3 separate regions of the Mus musculus genome follow, and regions 1 and 2 are each linked to region 3. The links are chromatin contacts, called in public Hi-C and HiChIP or PLAC-seq maps. All regions are on one chromosome and are shown on one strand. Each heading gives the region's core, a stretch centred on a gene start, on an enhancer-like site or on the middle of the called end of the contact. The rest is flanking DNA. Distances are from core to core; before and after follow the strand shown. Region 1 has its middle 46 kb from the start of Gm23626. Region 2 has its middle 7.9 kb from the start of Gm23626. Region 3 has its middle 10 kb from the start of Mir23a.

Evidence for each region. Hi-C and Micro-C count contacts between places; a contact is called where the count stands out from the background. HiChIP or PLAC-seq counts read pairs in DNA pulled down with a chosen protein or histone mark.
Region 1: a contact with region 3 is called in a Hi-C map of cortical neurons, with 1.9 times the contacts expected there. The contact joins two enhancer-like sites. A contact is called at or near these places in 2 of 39 promoter capture datasets (cranial neural crest and embryonic stem cells), 2 of 15 datasets of contacts at CTCF or cohesin (the NIH/3T3 cell line and large pre-B cells), 11 of 484 Hi-C or Micro-C datasets (the C2C12 cell line, CD8 T cells, the CH12 cell line and 7 more), 7 of 115 datasets of contacts at active chromatin or transcription factors (astrocytes, craniofacial prominence, embryonic stem cells and 2 more) and 2 of 9 other capture datasets (adipose tissue and liver).
Region 2: a contact with region 3 is called in a FOXA1 HiChIP or PLAC-seq map of pancreatic cancer cells. The contact joins two enhancer-like sites. A contact is called at or near these places in 4 of 115 datasets of contacts at active chromatin or transcription factors (embryonic stem cells, epiblast stem cells and pancreatic cancer cells).

What each region holds. Positions count from the first base shown.
Region 1 is chr8:84,333,080-84,335,779 of GRCm38.p6, forward strand. No RefSeq gene overlaps it. Among named protein-coding and RNA genes, the nearest start is that of Gm23626, 46 kb to the right of the region's middle. Within about 2 kb of position 1,437, at least 18 of the 459 cell types and tissues checked have an H3K27ac peak or open chromatin away from gene starts, as enhancers often do. A contact at or near this core is called in cortical neurons, where this site is marked.
Region 2 is chr8:84,387,095-84,389,794 of GRCm38.p6, forward strand. It overlaps a transcript of Cacna1a not described here. Among named protein-coding and RNA genes, the nearest start is that of Gm23626, 7.9 kb to the left of the region's middle. Within about 2 kb of position 1,412, at least 16 of the 459 cell types and tissues checked have an H3K27ac peak or open chromatin away from gene starts, as enhancers often do. A contact at or near this core is called in pancreatic cancer cells, where this site is marked.
Region 3 is chr8:84,197,192-84,199,891 of GRCm38.p6, forward strand. No RefSeq gene overlaps it. Among named protein-coding and RNA genes, the nearest start is that of Mir23a, 10 kb to the right of the region's middle. Within about 2 kb of position 1,355, at least 432 of the 459 cell types and tissues checked have an H3K27ac peak or open chromatin away from gene starts, as enhancers often do. A contact at or near this core is called in cortical neurons and pancreatic cancer cells, where this site is marked.

The DNA.
Region 1 (2,700 bases), core at 187-2,686, 140 kb after region 3:
CTGCCTTAGTTAGGATTTTATTGTTGTGAGGAGACACAATGACCATGACAGCTCTTATAAAGAAAACATTTAATTGGGGTTGGCTTACAGTTTCAGAGGTTCAGTCCATTATCATCATGGCAGGCCAGGTCAGGCATGGTGCTGAAGAAGGAGTTGAGAGTTCTATATTTGGATCCTCAGGCAGCTGGAAGGAGACTGAGTCACACCAGGCCTGGCTTGAGCATCTGAAACTCAAAGTCCACCCCCACAGAGACACACTTTCTCCAACAAGGCCACACCCACTCCAGCAAGGCCATACTTCCTAATAATGCCACTCCCTATAACTGTATGGAGGTCATTTTTATTCAAGCCTCCAAACCTGCTAATGTGGAAAGGGGAAAATTTCACTGGGTCCCACCCGTAGATGAGGAACTATAAGCAACTAGTGACTGCAGGCAGAGGGAGAATTAGCGTTTCCAGGGATGGCCTTCTTTATGGTTATCTAATACAAAGTAGTCAGCCCTAACACCACATGTATAAACAACAGAATGGACTCCTCAGGTTGTATTTATATATTTGCATGTACATACATACACACAGACATACGCATATATGTTGTGTAACATAGTGATCACAGAAAAACAAGCTATTAATTTGAGAGGGGGTAATGAGAGGGTTGGAGGGAGTAAAGGAATGGAGGAAAGTGTATAATTCTATTTTAATATGTATTAAAATGATTTGCTAGAGGGGAAAAAGGATGAAGTGAGAGGAAGCATCCTGAGTCCCACTGCATGCCAAGAGGGTGAAGATTGTATTTGCTTCTCGATTAAAGGGAACAGTTCCACCGTCTTCAAAGAATTTATGTGGTGGCTTGAATATGCTTGGCCCACGGGAAGAGGCACCATTAGCAGGTGTGGCCTTGTTGGAGGAAGTATGTCACTGTATAACCAGGCCTTGAGGTTTCCTAGCATTCAAGTTCTGCCCAGCACGGAAGAGGCCCTCCTCCTGTCTGCCTTCAGATCAAGATGTAGAGCTCTGGGCTCCTCCAGGACCATGTCTGCCTGCATGCTGCCATGCTTCCCACCATGATGACAATGGACTGAACCTCTGAAACTGTAAGCCAGTCCCAGTTAAATATTGTCCTTTATAAGAGTTGCCTTGGTCATGGTGTCTCTTCATAGCAGTGGAAACCCTAACAAAGATAATTTGGTTATCTATTTACTTGTTTTTATTTGATACAGGGTTTCTGAGGCTGGACTAGAACTCACTCTGTAGCCCAGGCTGGCTTCAAACTCACAGCAATCCTCTTGTCTCAGACTCCTGAGTGCTGGGACTGCAGGTGTGTGCCACTTTGTCCTGTTTCACCTGCCTTTGTTTTGATTTCCCTCATCCGCACAGTTGCCATGTGATTGGACTTTGCCCAGAACATGTAAGTAGTAATTTGCTTGCTGGATAAATGGCAGAGGTGTTCTCTGGGCGATGGATGCCAGCTGGCATGGCTCCCAGCCAGGGCCTGTGTGTGCAGCTTGGGCTGTCACACTCGGAGCGAGCACTCTCTGCTGCCCACTCCACGCCCCAGAGACCACAAGCAACATAAGTGCTCCCCTCTCCCTGGTGGAGCTCAGGATGCTGTTGCCAGGGGTGGGGATGTACAGTTGAGGAGAGGTTTTTCTTGGAGAACTGTGACACAGGGTTCTCTGGGGAATCTGTTTTCTTTCTTATGTCTGTATTCTTTGGTAGCAAGAAGGGAGTAAAATGAGATGAGCCCATAGCAGGCTAGTAAGAAGGCCCGACTTGCATCTGTAGGGCCCCGAGGAGGAAAACGTTGCCTGTTCCCTTGAGCTGGTGTCTTGCCCTTACTTGGTTCCTGGAAGGCTGAATCCAGAGAACAGCATCAGGCTCTGCTGTTTGTTCCCTGACTGACAATTAGATCATCCAACAGGAGTCTCTCATAGACAAAGAGAGAATGTGGGCAGACCTCAGGTGCTTGCTAAGCCTCCTGTAGTTGTGGTGCCTCTAAGAGAGCTTTATGTATCCTTTTGCCGGGGCCACACCTCTTCCTCTCCTTCTGTGCATTTTTGGAAACTTCTCATTGTTCTTTTAAATTTTGTAGCCTGTCCCTCCAGTGGCCATTACGTCATTTAGCTAACACTGTGTTTGTTGTTAATAGATTTCCTAAGTGCTTCGAAGGCCTGTCACAGTTTTGCATGCTGTCTGCTTTCTATGGACTCTTAGGGAGAGTGGTGCCGGCACGGGCTCAGGCTGTACAGCCTCATCACACACCAGGCACACATGTGCAGCGGCATTACACACCAGGCACACATGTGTTGCTTTTTCATAAGCCTGGAATGGAAATTTGAACATTATCATGTACATACTGCTGACTGTGAAGTTGAGGCATGGAGAGCTTAAGTGGGTTCCTGAAAGGCACAGAGCGGATTTAAGTGTAGGAGCAAAGAATCCAATGCTGGTTTTCTGGATCTAGGCCTGTAACTATTCCTGTTGCTCTGGAGAAAATGGTGAGGACAGTGATAATGAGGATCACCATGATGGTGATGTGGTGATGTTGGCCATAGTGAGATGAAGGTCATGGTGGTGAGTACTACAGTAATGGTGATTGTCATGGTGGTGGTGATGGTGGGGTTAGTGATAATGGTATTGGTGATTGTGGTGATGATGATGGTTGTGATGGTGACAGAATGGTGGCAGCAGTGACACCGA
Region 2 (2,700 bases), core at 162-2,661, 190 kb after region 3:
GATAGAGGTGGGCTAGGAGAAAGGCTGAAAAGGGTGTCAGGAAAGAGCTAAGGGCATCCTGTCCACACAAAGAGATGAGCCAGGGAGTTGGAGGTGTGGTAGGAGGAGGGGATCTAGCAAATCAATTGTTGTAAGGCAAAGAATATACTGGAAAGATAGAGATGACAGGGCCAGGGGGATGCTGGCACTAGGCCAAGTATTGGAGTCTCCAGTGAGTGGAGTTGGGGTGGGGTTGTTTCCGGGCTGAGGGTGAGAATGGACAGATCATAATGGAGATCAGAGAGGATAGTGTGGCTCCTCCACCTGAGTTCTCCAGGTGTGGCCCTGGGGTTCCAAGCGGATCCTCCACCTGAGTTCTCCAGTTATGGCCCTGGGGTTCCAAGCAGAAAGTATTCCTAGGTATTGGGGCTGACACAAAGGAATGGGGTTAGGCTGAAACCAGGGGCGGGGCTGAGAGGGTCCACAGAGAGGAGGGTTAGGAGGTGTGCCTGGGAAATGGAGGGGGTGGGAAGGCCCCTGTGAGTGCTCTGCTACAGGATATGGGGATGGGATTGGAGGGATCGTCATGAAGGGCAGGAAGGAGCTGATTTGTTCTTTCCAACATATCCTTGGGTCCTTTACTTAGTACAAATGACTATTTTTTTTTCCTTTGCCAGCTGAATGCGAGAGAGACATCGAGCAGTTGTATACTAGTTACCAGGCTATTCTTGTTATTATTCAGAATAAGAGCGAGCAGAGACCCTGAATGTAGTCCACCTCTCTGGCACTTCTGGCTTTCTCTGTCTCTTTTTCATCTCCTACACCCCCTACTCCTCCATACCTCCTCCTCTGATGTGGGTTTAGGGCATCATTGTATGTTTGTCTGTGTTTTTGTAGTGCTAGGGGGCAGGGGTTGAACTCAGAACCTTGCACAAAAAAGGTAGTTTTTTCCTGCCCAGCCAACACCCCTAACCTCTCACTGGAGGACTCTAACACTATCCCACACCCCAGCCTTTCGCTGGGGGATTCTAAGCAGGTACTGTACCATGAAGCTCCACCCCTTTGGAACTGGGCTTTTTATGTAGTCTGGTCTAGCCTCTGCCCTCAGCTATCCTAATGCTGGTGGCTATCACAATACCCAGAGGCTATCTCATACCATTTCTGAATTCCTACTATATTCATGAGCTGTTCTAGACACTAGTGATACAGTCTAGAATGAGGTCACCAAGAGCTACAATTAAATTAGAAAAATAAGCAATACATAATTAGTTAACATGGCAATAGTGACGGAAGAATGTGGGGTGGAGTCTAGAAGAGGCCCCTGTGGTAAGGAAACATTCCAGTAGGAAGCTGAAGGAAGTGAGGCAAGGAGACATTGGAAATCTGTGGAAAGAATCCCACAGGGCAAGAGGACAGCAAACATAGAGGCCCGGGGCAGGACTTTGCTTGGTGAGTACAAAGAGAAGCTTTAGCAAATGATTCGAGGCCTTCTGAACTGCAGAAGAACATTGGCCTTTTTCATGCAGCTCTGAGGGTCCTGAGCTGGGGAGGGATGTCAGGGATGCACAAAGTCCCACCTGGGCATGAGAGAAGAGTGGAGACAAGAAGTGAGGAGAAGGGGAAGAGGCAGCTGTGGGGACAGAGGATGGACACAGGCCAGGGGGTCCTGTGGGAATCAGTTCTGGATCTATTCTGAAGACATAGCAGATGCACGTGGCTCATGGTTTGGGTATGGATGTGTGAAGGAGAAAATCCAAACATTCGCCTGAGGAATCTAGTGAGCAGCTAGGGACAGCGCCAGCATCCACTCAGAGGAAAAGGACAGGGCGGGGGAGTGCTGGGTAGGCCGGGAGTCACTCAACACTCAACACGTCCCCCCTGAATTAGAGAATCGCCCCACAGCAACATTCATGAAGAATGGAATGCAAACATCTATTAATAATTATTTGCAAATGCTACATATTAGCCAGTTTAGATAAACTCTGCTCTCTGGGAAGTTTGCCAGGAATAAAACCTCCGACGAACTTTCTGTAGCTATCAAAGCCAGCAAAATGGCATCAGAGAGTCCATTGGTAGACAGGAAAGCTGACTTCCTGTAGGAATCTTTGTCTCTAATTCTGATTCTTCCAGCTGATTCTCCATAAGACCCAGGATCTCCTGGTTGGAATGATAAATATGATAGAGATGAAGGAGGATGGGTGGGAGATAATCAAGATCTGCAGGGTGAGACGCATGTCAGCGAGAACACACTAGGCTGGAACACAGCAACAGTCTGCCTGGAATCCCTTAGTAGTGTTGGAGGTGTGGCTCAGTGGTAGAGCCGCTGCTGAGTATGGGCTAGTATGAGCCCTAGTATGGGCTGGGGGTGTGATTTGGCAGCAGAACACTTCCTGGCATTTTCCAGTCTCTGGGTTCCACTCTCTGCATCACATTCATAAATTTAATATATTATATGAATATATATTTAATGGATGTGATATTTTATTAATATCAAATTTATTAATATCAATTAATTTTATTAATATTGTATATTAATAGAGAAGGTCAGATGTTTTGACTGGCGAGCTACATTTGTACAGATTTAGGTAGGTATTTGGAACTAAGAAGCAAAGGGTTGGACACATCCTGACCCAGGAATTCTGGAAGTGAAACTATACTGGGAACATAATGATACATTGTAGCTGATTGTGGTATCACTTTAAAAAAGGATCTGGGGAGGGG
Region 3 (2,700 bases), core at 105-2,604:
CCGTCCGGCAACCGTGTACTTTTTAAATCAAACACATCTACATGCTTTGTGGTCTGGATACCCCCACTTGGGAGGCGGGTATCAAGCCCAGGAGCTAAAGTCATTTAATTGGCTTTGGCCAAAACCTGGGGTCCCTCCCTGAACCTGGCAGCAGCCAATGGAAGTGAATCTGTTCCCATTTTACAGGTTAGGTGAGGCCCGGGAGTGAGAAACGGGTTATCACTTAAAAGTACGTGGGTGATGGGTTTGGCGGGTACAGCGGGCCTGGTCCTCCCTGTCCCTGCTCCGGTTGTTGCCTGCTCGCTTGTTTTACCTCCTCCGGCAGCCGGCGACAGGAAGTGCACGCGTGGGAGCGGCCCAGGCGTCCGCTCAGTTCCCTTGTCCGGACCCATCTCCCAGAGGCCTGGGACAGGGATCCCCAGCTCCAGCCTCGGGACCCCCTCGCCGAGCCCCGCCCCTGCCATTGTTTACTCCGCAGCCGACTCCAGGAAACTTTGCTCGCCCGCAGTAATTTTATTTGGGAAAGTCGGGCGGTTGCCATAGCAACCCCACTGACGTCAGAGGGGCTGGGGCCCGAAATCCCCCGGAAGGGAGGGGGTGTTGAGGAGGGGAGACCCCGAGAAAGGCGCTCTTTAACCCTGTGCGCTCCAGCGCCTCATGGCCGCCCACAACGAAATTTGACATCTTAAGCCGCTTACTCCCTCCTTCCCCCTGCCCCGGCTTCACGTTAGCCCTGGTGCTGGGCTAGGTCTGGGGCCACTCCTGTGTCACCCACCCCAACAGCGCCCTGGTAACTACCTATCCCATAGGCCATTCCTGTGTCACCCAACCCAAGAACGCCTTGGCAACCCAACCCTAACAGGCCCTGGTAACTACTCATCCCTGGGGCCACTCCTGTGTGTCACCCACCTCAATAGCGCTCTGGTAACTACCCATCCTGGGGTCACCTCCGTGTCACCCACCTCAACAGCGCCCTGGTAACTACTCATCCCCGGGGCCACTCCTGTGTGTCACCTATCCCAACTGGTAGCTACCTATCCTTGAGGCCACTACTGTGTCACCCACCTCAACAGAGCCCTGGTAACTACCCACCTTGGGGCCATGAATGGCAACCCAACCCTGTAGCGACTCTGGCAACACTGTTCATCTCCAGGGGACCCCTCTAAGTGGCAAATTGCAGGCCATACTGCCCTACACTAGGCCCCATACCGGCAGCTGAATGACAGAGCTGGGCGCCCTCCCCGGATGCGGGGGAGCGGCAGTGCCCCAGCGAGGGGGCAGGGATCTGGTGGGCCCGGGACAGTCCACAACACAGTCGGTCGCCACGGCGACAGGAGGCGGGCTGCCTGACGGCCTGAGGCGCTAGCCGCCAGCCAGTGGGGAGGAGCCTCCCTAACCGCAGTGACGTGGGGCCTCCCTGTTTGATGTCTCTGTGCTGCGTTGCCATGGGGCCCGGGGCGCTCTACGTGTGTGCCCGGGTGACCTGTGGGGCGACCTTCAGACCTAACAGGGTCCCTTGACACAGCCCTCCCCCACTCCACCAACCTGGTGCTGGTGGGATCTAAGATGTTCCACTTCCTGTGGGGCAGAGCATGACAGAACCAGCTGTGTGTGTGTGGTGTGTGTGTGTGTGTCTATGTATCTTTGTGTGTGTGTGCCTACACAATATGGTCTCACCCTGTTCTAGGCCTCCCCATTTTCTTCCCTGATCAAAAAGTTAATAGCTAAGTTTAGTGAGCTGAGGTCCTGCTGGCTCTTCTATTGGTGCTAGGGGACAGATAATGAGGGTCAGGGCAGTCGCCAGGGTCTGCGAGTTGTTGCCTGAGCATCAGTTCACTCACTGGTGAATGGATGTTTCCAGGCCACGTGTGATGGTGCAGGTCTGTCATCGCAGTGTTGGGGAAACTGAGGCAGGAGGCTCATGAGTCTTAACCAGTAGAGCCTGGGCTACACAGACTGTCTCAACAAAGCAAAATGGAATGAAAAATAAAGTGTCTACAGAAAACAGATGAGGTGTTGGCACTCTGCATCTGAGGGCAGGTTGATGAGGTCTCTGAGGGGCACAGAGAGGGCACCCCCGGAGGTTGGCTTGAGCCTGAGTAAACGCCTGAGTGTACACAGGTCTTGGACTTGTGTGCTCTGTCTGTCTCTCTCCCTTTTTCCCTCCCTCTCTCTAATTCTCTGCCTTTATATATCTTTTTCTTTCAAATTTTGAGGCATGGTCTCATAGAGTCCAAGCTGGCCTCAAACTCACCAAATAGCCCAAGGATGGCTTTGAACTCCTGACCCTGCTGCTTCTACCTTCTAGACAGGATCACGCTCTGCAGCACGGGTTGACATTTAACCTGTGATTTTCCTGCCTCAGCTTCTGAAGTGCTGGGCTAATAAGCTCAGAACCTAACTTTTTTGTCCTCATTTAAAGTGCTCAGGGGGCCATGAGGCCGTCTCTCCCATCTTCCAGGGCTTGCCCAGAGTTGGAGAATTCTGTGCCACTCCAAATCCTCCCCTGGGGCCCCAACGGGGTGGGCCTCCTTTCCCTCCTGCCCTAACCTGTCAGATCTTGCACTCTGGGCCAGCCTGCCTGTTGGGCCCCACATGGGAAGGAAGCTGCAGAGTCCCCAAGACTTGGGCCTCTGGGCTGATGGCTTGGTTCGGCTTCATCCCACACTCACACCAAAGTTCGAGAGAGTGCAGAACTAA